Regions from separate parts of the Mus musculus genome. Here region 2 is linked to region 1. Evidence: chromatin contacts called from public promoter capture Hi-C data. All regions are on one chromosome and are shown on one strand. Each heading gives the region's core, a stretch centred on a gene start, on an enhancer-like site or on the middle of the called end of the contact. The rest is flanking DNA. Distances are from core to core; before and after follow the strand shown. Region 1 holds the start of Gjc2 (gap junction protein, gamma 2). Region 2 overlaps Wnt3a (wingless-type MMTV integration site family, member 3A).

Region 1 (6,347 bases), core at 3,784-6,283:
GCTGATGTCACAGTGCAGGCAGGGCTGGTGCCCGAGGGATTTATTGCTCAGAAGGGCGGGGTATAGGCTTGGCAGAGATTAGTCCCCCTAGCCCTCAGTGCAGAGCAGCCATTGACTCTTCCCAGGCTACCATGGAGGCTGCAACACATCAAGTAGGTGGGTGCCATCCTGGGGAGTCAGGAGGGCCTTTATAGACGGGGTTCTTGACGTGTAACTGACCTGCTCAGACTCCTGGCTGGAGGACCACAGCTGACAGTGAGGTGGGGCTGTGTCTGCTCAGGCATGAGCCTGGAAGCAGGGGGATCAGCTGGTACTAAGGCGATGCCATCGGAACTTCAAGGAAGGAAGCGCAAGTCCCAGATAGCCTGATGGAGGAGGTTCCTGCTGGGCTTTCATACCTACAGCGGGTGCTCCTCCCTGGCAGCCCGGACCCATGGCCCACCCTGAGCTGCACTCACGTTGCCCTTGGGAGGCTAGGGGGTGCTCGTCCAACTCTTGTCAGCAGATTGTCCTTCCTAAACAAGTCAGAGATGGTTGCGTGTCTAGTGGGAAGTTTCCCAAATTGGCTTGGGTTGAACAGACTTGAGGATGTCTGTAGGGACAGGGACATTCCTATTTCAGACTTGGGACACCTGTGGGCAGGCCATTTAAGGGAGTCAAAGCTCAGGCAGCAGTGTGAAGTCAGATTCTGAAGGGCAGCCTCTATGGGGTGGGGCCAGTGTGCTGCATTGTCTGGTTCCGGGTCACTTGGCCTGTGGACATCCTGCTGGGTGTGGGTGAGGCTGGATATTGGAATCCTGTCAGCCTTCCTGCTGCCTGTGTTTGCCATCTTGCCAGTTGACTGGTGTTGTGAGGAGAGTTCACAGTATATAAGGATGTTGGCCTTCACGTCACTGTCTCCTATGGAACAGAATGCCAGGGCACCGGTGAAGGTAACCCCACTCATGTCTATGATATCCCTCCACCCACAGGCATGGCAGGACCTAGGCCAGTAGTGCTGAGCGGGCCGTCAGGGGCAGGGAAGAGCACTCTGCTCAAGAAGCTGTTCCAGGAGCACAGCAGCATCTTCGGCTTCAGCGTGTCTCGTGAGTGCCTCCAGACCTTGAAGGGCGAGGAGCTCAGAGGCTGTCCCAGCACAGGACTGTTCCTAGAGTCCCCAGATGCACACACCTGATCTAGCAGATGCTCTCCTCACCTTCCTCATCCCCATTACCCTCTCCCTTCCCAGGCCTCCATCTAGAGTAAGCATCTTGGCCCCAGTGACCTCTTGAGATCTGGTCTGGGCTGCCCACTGGCTGTGAGCACCACCCGTTGTTACATAACCAGAGGACGGAGCAGGCCGTCAAGGGAAGACCTGGGTAGGGGGAGGTTTGTAGATCCCTTCAGTGTGTGATAATTTTGTTTGTTTTTTTCCTAGATACTACAAGGAACCCACGACCTGGTGAAGAAGATGGCAAAGGTGAGCCGGCCTGCTAATTCAGGGGTTTTGGGCACCAGCTAATGAGTGTTGGGGTGGGGGTAGGGGGAAGGGGTAAGGTTGCTTTGTGCCTTGGCTGTAACAGCTTCATCCCCAGCAGGAGAATCTCTCTTGCTGTTGGGTTCACAGCTTGATTAGAGTCTGCATCATAGTGAAGGCTGAACCTTCTTCCTGCCTGGTGTATGGAACCTGGCCATTTCCAATCCTTCAGCAAAGACAATGGGGACAGTGGTATCTGTTCCAGCCTAGATCTGGCCATAGCAGTCCTGTGTAGGGTGGAGAGGGGCCAGGCCAGGCAGGGATGGGTTTTGGGTACCTTCTGGAAAGCTCTCTTCTTCTCCAGATTACTACTTTGTGACCAGGGAGATGATGCAGCGTGATATTGCAGCAGGGGACTTCATTGAGCATGCTGAGTTCTCAGGGAACCTGTACGGGACAAGGTGGGCTGAGTTTGGTGTGGGCCCAGCTTCATGGATCAGGGTAATTCCAGAACTGTTAACAAAAGAAAGCACTCTAGCATGTCACCTCTGACCTCACAGTGCCCTCCCAGTCTCCCGCCTAGGGCTGGGATGGCTTGCTAACCCCCTAGTCTCTGAGCATAGCTGATAGGCTCCAGGGAACAAGCAGGCCCAGTCATGCCCCAGGCTCATCTGTCCTCAAGCCATCTGGCGAGGCAAAGAGCCACATGAGGCACCTCACGTGGAGAGGTAGGCAGTGCCAGGCAGCCCAGGCCCAAACCTTTTTGGCTTTCGGCTACAGGACAGGTACAAAGGGCTGTGATGTCAGAGGGCCTGACAGGGTTGACTATATGCTTGGAAGTTCTGGAAAGTACAGAAGGTGCTGGGTTCACGAGAGCCTCTGCACTACCCAGGCCAGGCCCAGAATGGGCCTTGGGGTGGAAAGGGCCGAGTTTCTCTGAAGCTCTCGAAAGCCTTAAGAAGCTAACAAGGTTTAGCAGTCATTGCATGTATTTCCTGTGGGCTTAAGGGCCAGGTCTTCTCTTGTATCCACTGAACATCTATCTGCTCACTGCCCTTCCCTGCTCCCAGCAAGGAAGCTGTTCGGGCTGTGCAGGCCATGAACCGCATCTGCGTGCTAGATGTCGACCTACAAGGTGTGCGCAGCATCAAGAAGACTGATCTGTGTCCCATCTACATCTTTGTGCAGCCTCCCTCGCTGGACGTGCTGGTGGGTACTTGGTGTGGGAAACCTGCAGGGCAGGTCCTGAGACCTGCAGAATACTGACCTGACAAGGACCTGTATTTCAGGAGCAACGACTGCGACTGCGCAACACTGAGACTGAGGAGAGTCTGGCAAAGCGGCTGGCAGCTGCACGGACAGACATGGAGAGCAGTGAGTGCAGTCAGACCGTTCGTACCTTCTGAGCACGTGGCCAGCCCATCCACCAGAAATTGGGGAGGACCAAGGGTAAAGATGGAGGGGTCGAGACTGCTGTCTGCAGAGCCTTTGAGAGGCCACACTTGTTTACTGACTTAAGTGTTGTAGGTCTCTTTTTGTAGCTATGCTCTTGCTTCTGGGTCTGAGCTTGGTCCACATTCAGACACTGTCATTGAGACCGTTTGCTGTTTCCTTATGTGGCAGTCCATCCCAGGCAGAGCTGGTTCTGAGAGGCCTGGGCAGGGGCAGTGGTCCACACTCCAGAAGTCAGGACTTGATGGGAGCAGCCCCCAGCTGAGGTTCTCTAGAAGAGGGGAAGCAAGAGTACTGTCCAGCCCTGGCCATCCTACCACAGTGACGGCAACAGTAGCCATAGCCAGATAGCAGGTTGTTAACAGTGGGGCAAGCCCAGCAGGGGCCGAAGTCCCAGTGTTCCTGAATCTGTCTCTTGCCTCACCCCAGGCAAGGAGCCTGGCTTGTTTGACCTGGTGATCATCAATGACGACCTGGATAAAGCCTATGCAACCCTGAAGCAGGCGCTCTCTGAGGTAGGCCCTTCCCATCTACCCTGTCTTGGGGAAGTCCCCTGCACAAGCCATCCTGTGAACGCAGCAAACCCTGTGTTGCCGGGGCTCACACCCTGCTGTGTTGTAAGCAGCCCTGGCTTTGCCAGTTGCCAGAATGGTCAAGTACAGGTGCAAAGCCGGAGTCCCTGGGAACCCAGGGAGGATATGAGCCCTAGCCCTCCCTGGTTCCCTGCCTCTCCTGACTTTCTGTTTCCCTTCTTCCTTGGCAGGAAATCAAGAAAGCACAGGGAACTGGCCACGCCTGAAGGCCTGCTTCATTCCACAGAGTGATGTCTGTGGTCTAAATTTGCCTGGAGGTGGGGGAAACTTTGCCAGGGCACCAAGGACTTGTAGTAGACTTCCACTGTGGAGTAGAAGGAGCTACCCTTTGTCTGACCACAAGGTGGCTCTGCACCGTGGGCTGACTCACTGGCTGAATGACTCCAAAGAGTACCCATATCTAATCTCCCTGGACTATTTGTGTTCCTTTCCTTGTTCCTTCTGCTGGAGCGGGACTGACCTCTTAATAAAGTAATTACTGAATTATAGTGTCACAGCCCTCCATACTGGGCTTATGGCCTCTGGCTTTCTGCCCCTCCATGGTCAGCCCAGATGAAGGCTGCTAAGGGGGCTCTGCATAGGTGTCTAGTGGCCCTTGTCCCTGCCCGCATCCAGGGTCCACTAGTCATCAGAATGCTGGCTAGGGTTGCTCGTGTTCACTTCTTCCCCTGGGAGTCAGGCAACTGGGACAATCAGTATGGGCTGGAATCGTCTCAGCCCTAGACAACCTAGTGCTGCTGTCTCTTTGAGGTATTTCTGAGCCATTTGGGGACTCAGAGGGACAGATACCACTTGCCAGGAACAAAAGTGCCCAGCTGCAGGGGAAGAGCTAAGGTCATAATGCTGGCCCTGGAGCTGTGGGTGCTGTGTGTTCTTGGCCTTGGGTATAGGCAGCCAACCCAAGGAAGGGCAGGTGAGCCCTGTGAGGGCTGCAGGCAGGCAGAGTCCTGGGCCTTCTGTAAAGATCGCAAATTTTGAGCTCTAGAGGTTGTAGCAGGGTGCAGCATTCCTGAGGGAGATGTCCCTCCCCTCCTGTCCACGATGAGACATTCTGAGTGTCTGGTCCTGCTGTCCTCCCTCTTCCTCTGGGCTCCCAGCCCAGGCTGCTGGCTCCGCCCAAGAGAGCAATCCCAGCAGGGAGGGCAGTGGTTGTTGCCAGCTACCCCCACCCGGTGGTCAGCCACAGCTCTGCCTTGTGCATCTCCAGGTGAGGCTGCTCCTGGGGCAGACTTGGGGGTATTAACTGGATGTGGGTGTGAAGAGGGCAGGCAGGTACCCAGGCAGAAGTAGCCAGAGAGACTGGGAAGTCCTGGGCTGCCTCCAAAACTGCAGATGTTTCTCTAGAAGGGTGAGCCAGAACTGCCTGGACTTCAAGTGGAGGCTGGGGAGACCAGCAGGCCTGTCTAGATCCCTGCTGCTCCACCCCCAGGGACAATCATGGATTCAGACCCTAGGGGGAACAATGGAGCCCTTGAGGGCCCCTCCTCCATCCCCCATTGTGCTTGGTGGCGAGAGGTGGCCCTAGCCCCACAGTATGCCCTTAGAGAGGATCAGCATCCAGCCGGCAGGTGGAGGGGCTCAGCCGAAGGTTTGCATTTCCAGCCTGGAGAAGGTAGGGAGGGTACTGCTGGGGCTGCAGCCTGGCTGGGCCTTGACTGGTCTGTACTCCTTACTGCTAAGGTGGAGGTTCCCAGGTTCCTGCATCCCCTCTCAGGCTCTGTGGGGTGTGTCACAGCTGGTGCCAGATGCCACCCTGGAAGACTCACTGAGTCTCTGGCCAGATCTTGTCTTGCTGTATTAAGGGACCCTCAGGGTGTCCTTTAGCTTGGCTTCAGCTGGCTTTGTGGCTCTTTTGGGGTAACTAAACCCATGGTAGAGGGAGATGGGAACAAACCGGAGAGCCTAGGGTATTTTCAGTACCTCCCCCAGCAGCTGAGACCCTTCAGGCCATCTTAAGATGGGCCAGTCCACCCCAGCCAGTTGTAGTGTGTCCCAGGGATCAGTATGGGCACCAGGCCCAGTCTACTCAAACTGAAGAAACTTCATTATCCACTTGCCTGCTACCAAGCAGACCCTCTCAGCAGCTGGACCTACACAACCGCTGCTGTGTTAGTGTGGCGCGGTAGCCAGCACAGAAGTCTTTGGGATGCCACAGCAGTTCACTCTAAGTGCTTCCTTCCCACCTACCTTCTGTGTCTAGGGACTGCAGAGAGGGAGATATGAGGATGGGCAGCCAAAAGGGGAGATACAGGGTCCAAGGACGGGGAGGTTGGAGAAGATCCGTTTTGGAGGGCCTGCTGGCTGGAGTTGGCTCTGTATGGGACAGTGTGGACCCAGCTGGGAAGTGATTTCTAGAAATGGGGAGGGGAACCTGGCTCAGCTGTGGAGGGGCTGGCAGGACTGGAGAGACAAGGACCAGGGTGAGTATGGGCTTTCTACAAGGAATTGGGCACACGTGTGTACTCTGGGCAATGCCAAAGGAAGGCATGGAGAGTGGGAGGGGGTTGCCTACTCAGGCTAGTGCCTCCGTTTTTGGAATGCAGTTTAGCTGAAGTCTCAACCTGTAGGAGTTGTCTAGACTTAGGGTTGTGACTCTTACACCAGGTAGGTGCAGGCTAGCCCATCTGTTTTTCTGGTCCCCACAGTCTGAAGTTGAAGTTTTGCCTTCTTGAACTTCCAGGAATGTGACTTGGGTGCTGGTGAAGAAGGCCTCACAGGTCAAAGCGGGAGGTTGGTAGTTTCTGCTGGGTGCCATAACTCTGTGGTAGAGTCCTACATCTTCAACATGTTTAAATTTACAACAGAGGAGATAACAGTACAGAAAAGATCCCAGAGGACCTCATTTC
Region 2 (6,313 bases), core at 1,324-3,823, 81 kb before region 1:
GCTGGCCTCGAAGTAATCAATCTGATTGGATTAGGGTCAGGGCAACCCTAATCATGTCAAAGGTTACCCTAGGCTTTGTGGCAAGGACCACAGGGGTGCCTGGCCACCCCTGCCGAGGTGGCCTCTGTTGAACAGAGTTTAACATCTACCAGCCAGCTGGGAGGAAGGGAGCCAGCCTCTTGCGTGCATGTGTGCATGTATGTGAGCTTGTGCAGCCATGTGTTATAGAAAAGCGTGTGTGCATGTGTTTTATATATGCATGTGCGCATGAATGTCTTACGTGGGCCTGCGCACTTGTGAATATGAATGTGTTTGTGCCCATGTTAGTGAATATGTCTGTCCGAATGTGTGTCATGCATGGGCATATTTCAGTGTGCATTTGTGTGGATGTGCCTTACGTGGGTATGTGTGTAAGTATATGACTGCATGTGCTGTGTATGGATATGTGGAGATGTGTGCACGTGTCAGTGCACATATACATTTGTGCACCTGTGTATGTACTCACAGGTATTGATTATATATGTATAGATGTGTGAATGGTAGCTACACACAAATGCTCGTACATGTGTGCTCAGGTGTCTGTCTCTGTGTGGGTGTGACCATGTACACGGTACAGGCGTGTGTGCATATGTATATGCATTGAGCATGCATGTGTGAATGGGTGCCTGTGTGTATACAAGGCAAGTGTTTGCTCATATCTAATCCCAAAACCATCTGCCCTGTGTCAGCCTAAAACTCAGGATGCTAACCTGAGCGTGAGGAAGCTCTAGCCCTTGAATGCAGAACGAGGTCCTAGAGGGCTCTGCTCTTGCACCCAAAAGTAGCAGGGAGCGACCTACCTACCTACTCGGGATCAGAAAGCATTTGAAGAATTTTGAGTACAGGATGATTGTGAACCGTTTATATCCCTTGAGGCAAGCCTCAGACACTTGGAGGCAGGTACTAGGTGACTCCCCTGTATTGACCTCTGGCAAGATGAAATGGGTGGGGTGGTTGCAGGGCCAGCCTGGGCCAGAGGTAGGGGTCACAGGACGAAGGTCAATAAAACAGCTGGTCAGGCTGGAAGGGGACAAGTGGGAGGCTCACAGGATTGGGGGGTGGGGGCAGAGTCCAGGAAGCAGGTTATTAAACACTATGTGTCCTTGTGAGGGGACAGCTTTCTTTTGGCTGTGTGTGACATTTGCATGTAAGACATAAAGGCACATGGTCTGAAGCCCACAGCCGTGGAAACTAGGGTCTCTACCTGCCTGTGTACGGGGGTGGCTGTGCCTGGAGTCCTCAGAAGCTCCTAGCTGGCTTCCCTATGAGGGAGGAGCATCTTCTACCCACCTTGCAACACTCCACCCCACTTGGGGGTGGTCTCCCCAAGTCCCTAAGGACTCCTGGGGGCTCACTGCTTGTACAGGCAACCTTTATTCACTGCGAAGTCTTCATTTGGGCCTTGCTGGCCTGGACAGTGTCTCCAGCCAGAGCATCTTACCTCGTGTTGGGTGTGGTCCCTTCCTCCAGCCTGTGACATACCTCCAGGCCAGCCATACCCTCAACCCATAGTGGCTGGACTTTGTTGGGTCCCCCAAACCTCTGCCACAACTATTAGCAGAGTTGGTTGCTTTTGAACATCAGACTCTCAGTATCTGCTGAACTCACCCCAAGCCCTACTTGGCTTCTGGGCAGGGAACAACAGCTTGGCCTCTTCCCCTCCCCCAGGCAAAACCCCTTCCTGATGACTGGCCTCAGCTTCGTGGCTCCTCAGGGGGTGGTCCTCCACCTCTCTGTGTGCTCAGCCTATGGAAGGATCGACTCCAATGAGACTAGCCTGCAAGACAGCCGGAGCTTAGGGGTTCCGGAGGGACAGAAAGGGCAGCTTTTTAGGGAAGCAGAGTCCCCAAATCCAGGTTGCGACCCCTGACCCCCCCATCCGAAAGTGTTACCATTTACGATGCGTTGGGGGTGGGGGGGCTCCCCTGGCTCCGGGGGCCTCTCCGGTATATCATTAACTCTCCGCTGTGGGAGGGGGGACCCCGGCCGATATCCCACTGCGCTCGGCTCTGAGCACAATGTCCCTGCGAGGACGACAAGATTAAGCACAAGGGAAAAGTGAAAATGCTGTTGGCGATTCACACGCCCTTCGGGGTGTTGAATTAAAGCGTCTGAAAGAGGATTTCCCCTCGCGCCCGACGGCGCGGCGGGCAGCGCATACTTCCAGGTTGCTATGACTGGCCGGCGATCGCCTAATCACCGGCCAGGGGGAAATTCATATAAAATATCGCTGGCCATTGTGGGGCTAACGCGGCGTGACAGTGTCGCACAAAGCCGGATTCATCAGCCCCAGCAGGTCAGCCAGGCGCCCGGCCGCGCGGGCCCGGGCGGTGTCAGGGGCCGCGGCCACGGTGGGGCACCGGCGCATTCCGCTCTCAGGTGGCTCCGGGGCCTTTTGTGCCTCCGTGTGATTACCAAATGCCACCGCGACACCCCCTCCGGGCCGCCCGGCTCCTCGAGGCCAGGAAAAGGGCCTGGGGAAGGAGGGACGGTGGGCAGCCTTGGAGGGGAGGCGCCAGGGCGGGGCCTGGGCTGCAAGCTACCAGCTGGGGCTGCTCGGTTCTCTCGTCTGCCCTCTGCCTGCTGTGCTGAACACGGGTGGGGGAAGGGATGCCCACCCACTGAATGTGTTATGGAAGCACTTTCAGACATCGGGATGGGAATGGGATAGATAGATGGTTTGTCTTTCCTCAGCGTGACAGGAGAGTGACACTCCCAAGGGAGGTGATGCCCCATGACCTGCAGGCTCTGGCCAGTCTGAGCAATTATGGCTATGCCATAGTTGGGCCTTCTTCCCACCAGTGGTCGGATAGTGATCTCCCAGTTGGAGTCTGGAAATTGAGAGGACAGAGACCATCTGGAGGTTGTTGCCTGACAAACTCAGCCCAGGCTGCCAACCCTAAGCCTTCTGTGGTCTCCAGGAGGGTGTGGTGGATGTAATGTGCAGACATAGGTAAGGGTGAACCTTCTGTCTGCTGGGATTCCCTGGTTCTAGTCCTGTGCAGGGAAGCTTCAACAGAGATAGAGGGTCCTAAATAAACGCATACATAGCATATGATCCTAAAGGTTCATGCACCAAACTTTGGTGCACCCAATTTCAAAAATAAATAAATAAATAAATAAATAAAAATATAAAAATAAAAATAAAAATAAAAAGGTACTACTGGATTTAAAGGCACAGATTAACCTCAACTCATTAATAGTAGGCAATTTCAATAAGCCCACACACACATGCACACACGGACACGCACACAGCTCGTACCTGGTTCTGGAGAGTAGACACCTTCCATATGATTCATTTCACTTCTAGTTCTGAGCCTAGTGCCTAGCTCATTATGGACTCTCATATTCTGGATAGGTGATGGACGGATGGACAGATGAATGGATGAGTGGGTGGATGGATGATAAATGGGTAGTAGATGGATAATGAGTGCGTGATAGATGGACAGTAGACAGATAATTGAGTGGGTGGTATTTTGGTGGAGGATGGGCGTATGATAAATAATGAACTAGATGAAGGGAAAGGAAGGAAGCCCAGATAGTGATACTTTCCTTAAACCCAGTAAGAGCGCAGCAAAGCTGAGATTGTTTCTGCAGGGGGACTTTGCTCCCCACCTCCCAGGATCTGGGTGAAGAGACAGTGGCCTCAATTCATAATCCTCCCACGTCAGCCTTCCTGGTGCTGGAATTACAGGCCTGAGCCATGACACCGTTTTTGGAATTTGCTTCTTTTATAGAACAACTTCTTCAGGTAGTTTCTTTTCTTTATCTTTACCTGTATCTGATAAATAGACAGTATCTCCAGCCCTCCAAAAGCTCTTCTTAGCTCTGCCCCCAGATGACTGGCCCAGATGGGCAACACTAGTCTGTAAGAGTCCTGTGCTCAGGCACCCACCCCCTCCTCATTTGATGATCAATAGCCATTTGAAGGGTCTGATGTCATGCACTTGTTTTCTGGAGGGAGGTGTGCTCTTGGAAGCCCTCACCTTTATGCTGGCCATTTCTGCTGAGTCAACAGAAACTGAAAGGTGCTGTGTGTGCCAGGAACTTTGCTGTGGTGTGCCCCATTCCCATTCACTCTCTGCAAAAGAGATAGCTCTGGGAGAGTGCTTCATAGCTCTGGTAGAGTGGTTCATTCACCATGGTTGTCCTAAAACCCTATGGGACTCTGATGGAAGCAAAGGGTTTCCTCTCTGAGAAAATGTGTTTGTTCCCAAGATCCACGTTTTGCCTCTGACTCCTGGGTAGACCCAATCTTGTTGGATTAAAATCCCTGCCATCCTAGGATGTCACCTAAACATTCTGGAGCCTTTCCTTTCTAGGTCTCCTGCAGACATGTTCTCAGTTATTATTAAGTATCTTAAGTATAGCGAAGCATTGCAGGAATGGTGTGGAATCTCAGGTCCCTGTCTTCCTCTCCACACACACAGCCTTGCACACTGCTGTGGTACATGGTAATTGATCATGAAAGCCAACCTGACTTGGATAACCCAGGTCTTTGTGCCTCCATGTCCCTTGAGTTCCACCATCCTTCCCTTTTGTACTGCCCAAATCATCACCATTTATAGGAAGGACCTTAATCTGGCTTTAGCAGCTGCCTCCAATTCATTTAAGTAGAGACTATACATTTTTAGCAAGAAAACATTGAAAACGATACAATCTTTCCTAGGAGGTAGATGGTATCTATTCACTGCTAGGAATGTGAACTCCACTCCTTGCATAGTGTGTGATGGTGATATCTTGGGAGGTGGGGTTGGGGTGGGGAACTGCTTAAGACTTTTGGCTGCAGCTTGCCTCCATCCTTCTTTTCCAAGCATGTTCCATTTCACATTCACCTAGCCAAATGTGGGTTTGCAGCCCACAGTTCCTCCCCTGGCTTCTCAGATGGAGTTTCTGGACTACTTGGACTTTCTTACTTCTGGCCTTTATTTCTTCCCCAGCCTGTTGAAAGCCAGCTCCAGAACTTGCCCTGCCTTGACTTGATCGGGAGCCCCCACCTCCTCATTTGACAGTAGAGGAAACTGAGGTTCAACAGAAAGGGAGGACTTCCCAGCCTGCTGGTGACAGAGCTGAGCAAGAATGAACTCTTGCCTACTTCAAGTTCTATGTTGTTCTCTCCTTCTCCCAAGGACCCTTCCCCTCGAGTGTGCCTACCAGCTCCAGGCTGTTTGCGTGTGTCTTGATAAGCAGGGAGCCTGAAGGCCTTGTTCTGGGCAGGGCAAGGCCTAGAGTGCTGGGCCCCCTTATCTTTTGGAGCCAAGAAGGATGGGGGAGGAGCGTTTGGGTGACACTTGAGCTGGATAAGGTAACCAAGGCTGCCTTGAGACTTGGAATGTGAGGGTGTAGGCAGAGAAGTAGACTTCTGAGTCGCACCCAAGAGAAGGTAGCTCAAGGCCTCTGGCCCCAGACTCAGGTTCTATGCAGAAAGAAAGAAGACTGGAGTCTTAGGGGCACGAGGAGGAGTGCCTTGGCTCCTTCAAAGATCAAATAGGGGTTAGAGATGTAGCTCAGTTGGAAGAATCTTTGCCTGGCATGGACAAAATCCCCAGGTTTCATTTCCAACACTACGCAAAGCTAGGCGTGGTAGCACACAGCTGTAATGTTAACACCTGGTGGAGTTCAAGGTCCTTCTAGGCTACACAGTAAGCTCCAGGCAAGCTTGGGCTGAAGTCCCTGCCAAAAAGAAAACAAGAAAGAAAAAAGAAAAATGACGGCTCGAAGGGGTAGCCTGTGCTCTGGAATGGAAATAAACAGTGAACAAGATGCAGATCCCACCCGTGGGGAGGATCTGGACTGGAAGTGGATTCCAGAAGACAAGTCTTCCCGAGGAATAGGCACAGCTGACATGTTGGGTAGATAGTGCCCAGGACCTTGGCTGCCATGCTACAGAGTGAAGCTGGTAACACTGAGGCTGGGGTAGAGCTTGAGCCCAGGGAAGAATGAAGGCTGAGTGTGACCAGAGGCCAGTGAGTGCTGAGAAGAGGAGGAAGACAAGGCTGGCGGCAGGAAACCTTTAGAGAACTTTAGGAAGGCTGTGTATCACACTGGCTCTGGGCACGGAGCTGGGCCTGCAGTGGGTGGCTGTGTGCTTGGCCAGTGGAGGCTACTGAATACTGGGTGACAGTTCAATTGAGAGCTTCTCTGTGGTTCTGGTAGTTCCTTGTCCATCGTAATGTGGGAAGAGTGGGAAGCAGCTGGACTCCTAGATACCTGCAGAAGTTGTCCAGGCTCTGACAGTGCCCCAGGTTGCGGGCAGAACAGCTGGAGTCTGCTC

What was found. Promoter capture Hi-C pulls out the DNA fragments that hold promoters and counts their contacts.
Region 2: a contact with region 1 is called in a promoter capture Hi-C map of fetal liver, with 2.1 times the contacts expected there. The contact joins the enhancer-like site here to the promoter of Gjc2 in region 1. A contact is called at or near these places in 2 of 39 promoter capture datasets (fetal liver and macrophages), 2 of 484 Hi-C or Micro-C datasets (embryonic stem cells and hematopoietic stem and progenitor cells), 1 of 115 datasets of contacts at active chromatin or transcription factors (embryonic stem cells) and 2 of 9 other capture datasets (adipose tissue and liver).

Annotation. Positions count from the first base shown.
Region 1 is chr11:59,181,512-59,187,858 of GRCm38.p6, reverse strand. Gjc2 (gap junction protein, gamma 2) reads left to right here and starts at 5,033. Exons shown (of 2, transcript NM_175452.4): 1 at 5,033-5,113. Guk1 (guanylate kinase 1) reads left to right here. Exons shown (of 8, transcript NM_008193.3): 2 at 972-1,085; 3 at 1,418-1,459; 4 at 1,821-1,917; 5 at 2,527-2,665; 6 at 2,746-2,830; 7 at 3,338-3,423; 8 at 3,672-4,004. The coding sequence ends at 3,707.
Region 2 is chr11:59,260,246-59,266,558 of GRCm38.p6, reverse strand. All of the region lies in intron 2 of Wnt3a (wingless-type MMTV integration site family, member 3A), which reads left to right. Among named protein-coding and RNA genes, the nearest start is that of Wnt3a, 27 kb to the left of the region's middle. Within about 2 kb of position 2,573, at least 56 of the 459 cell types and tissues checked have an H3K27ac peak or open chromatin away from gene starts, as enhancers often do. A contact at or near this core is called in fetal liver, where this site is marked.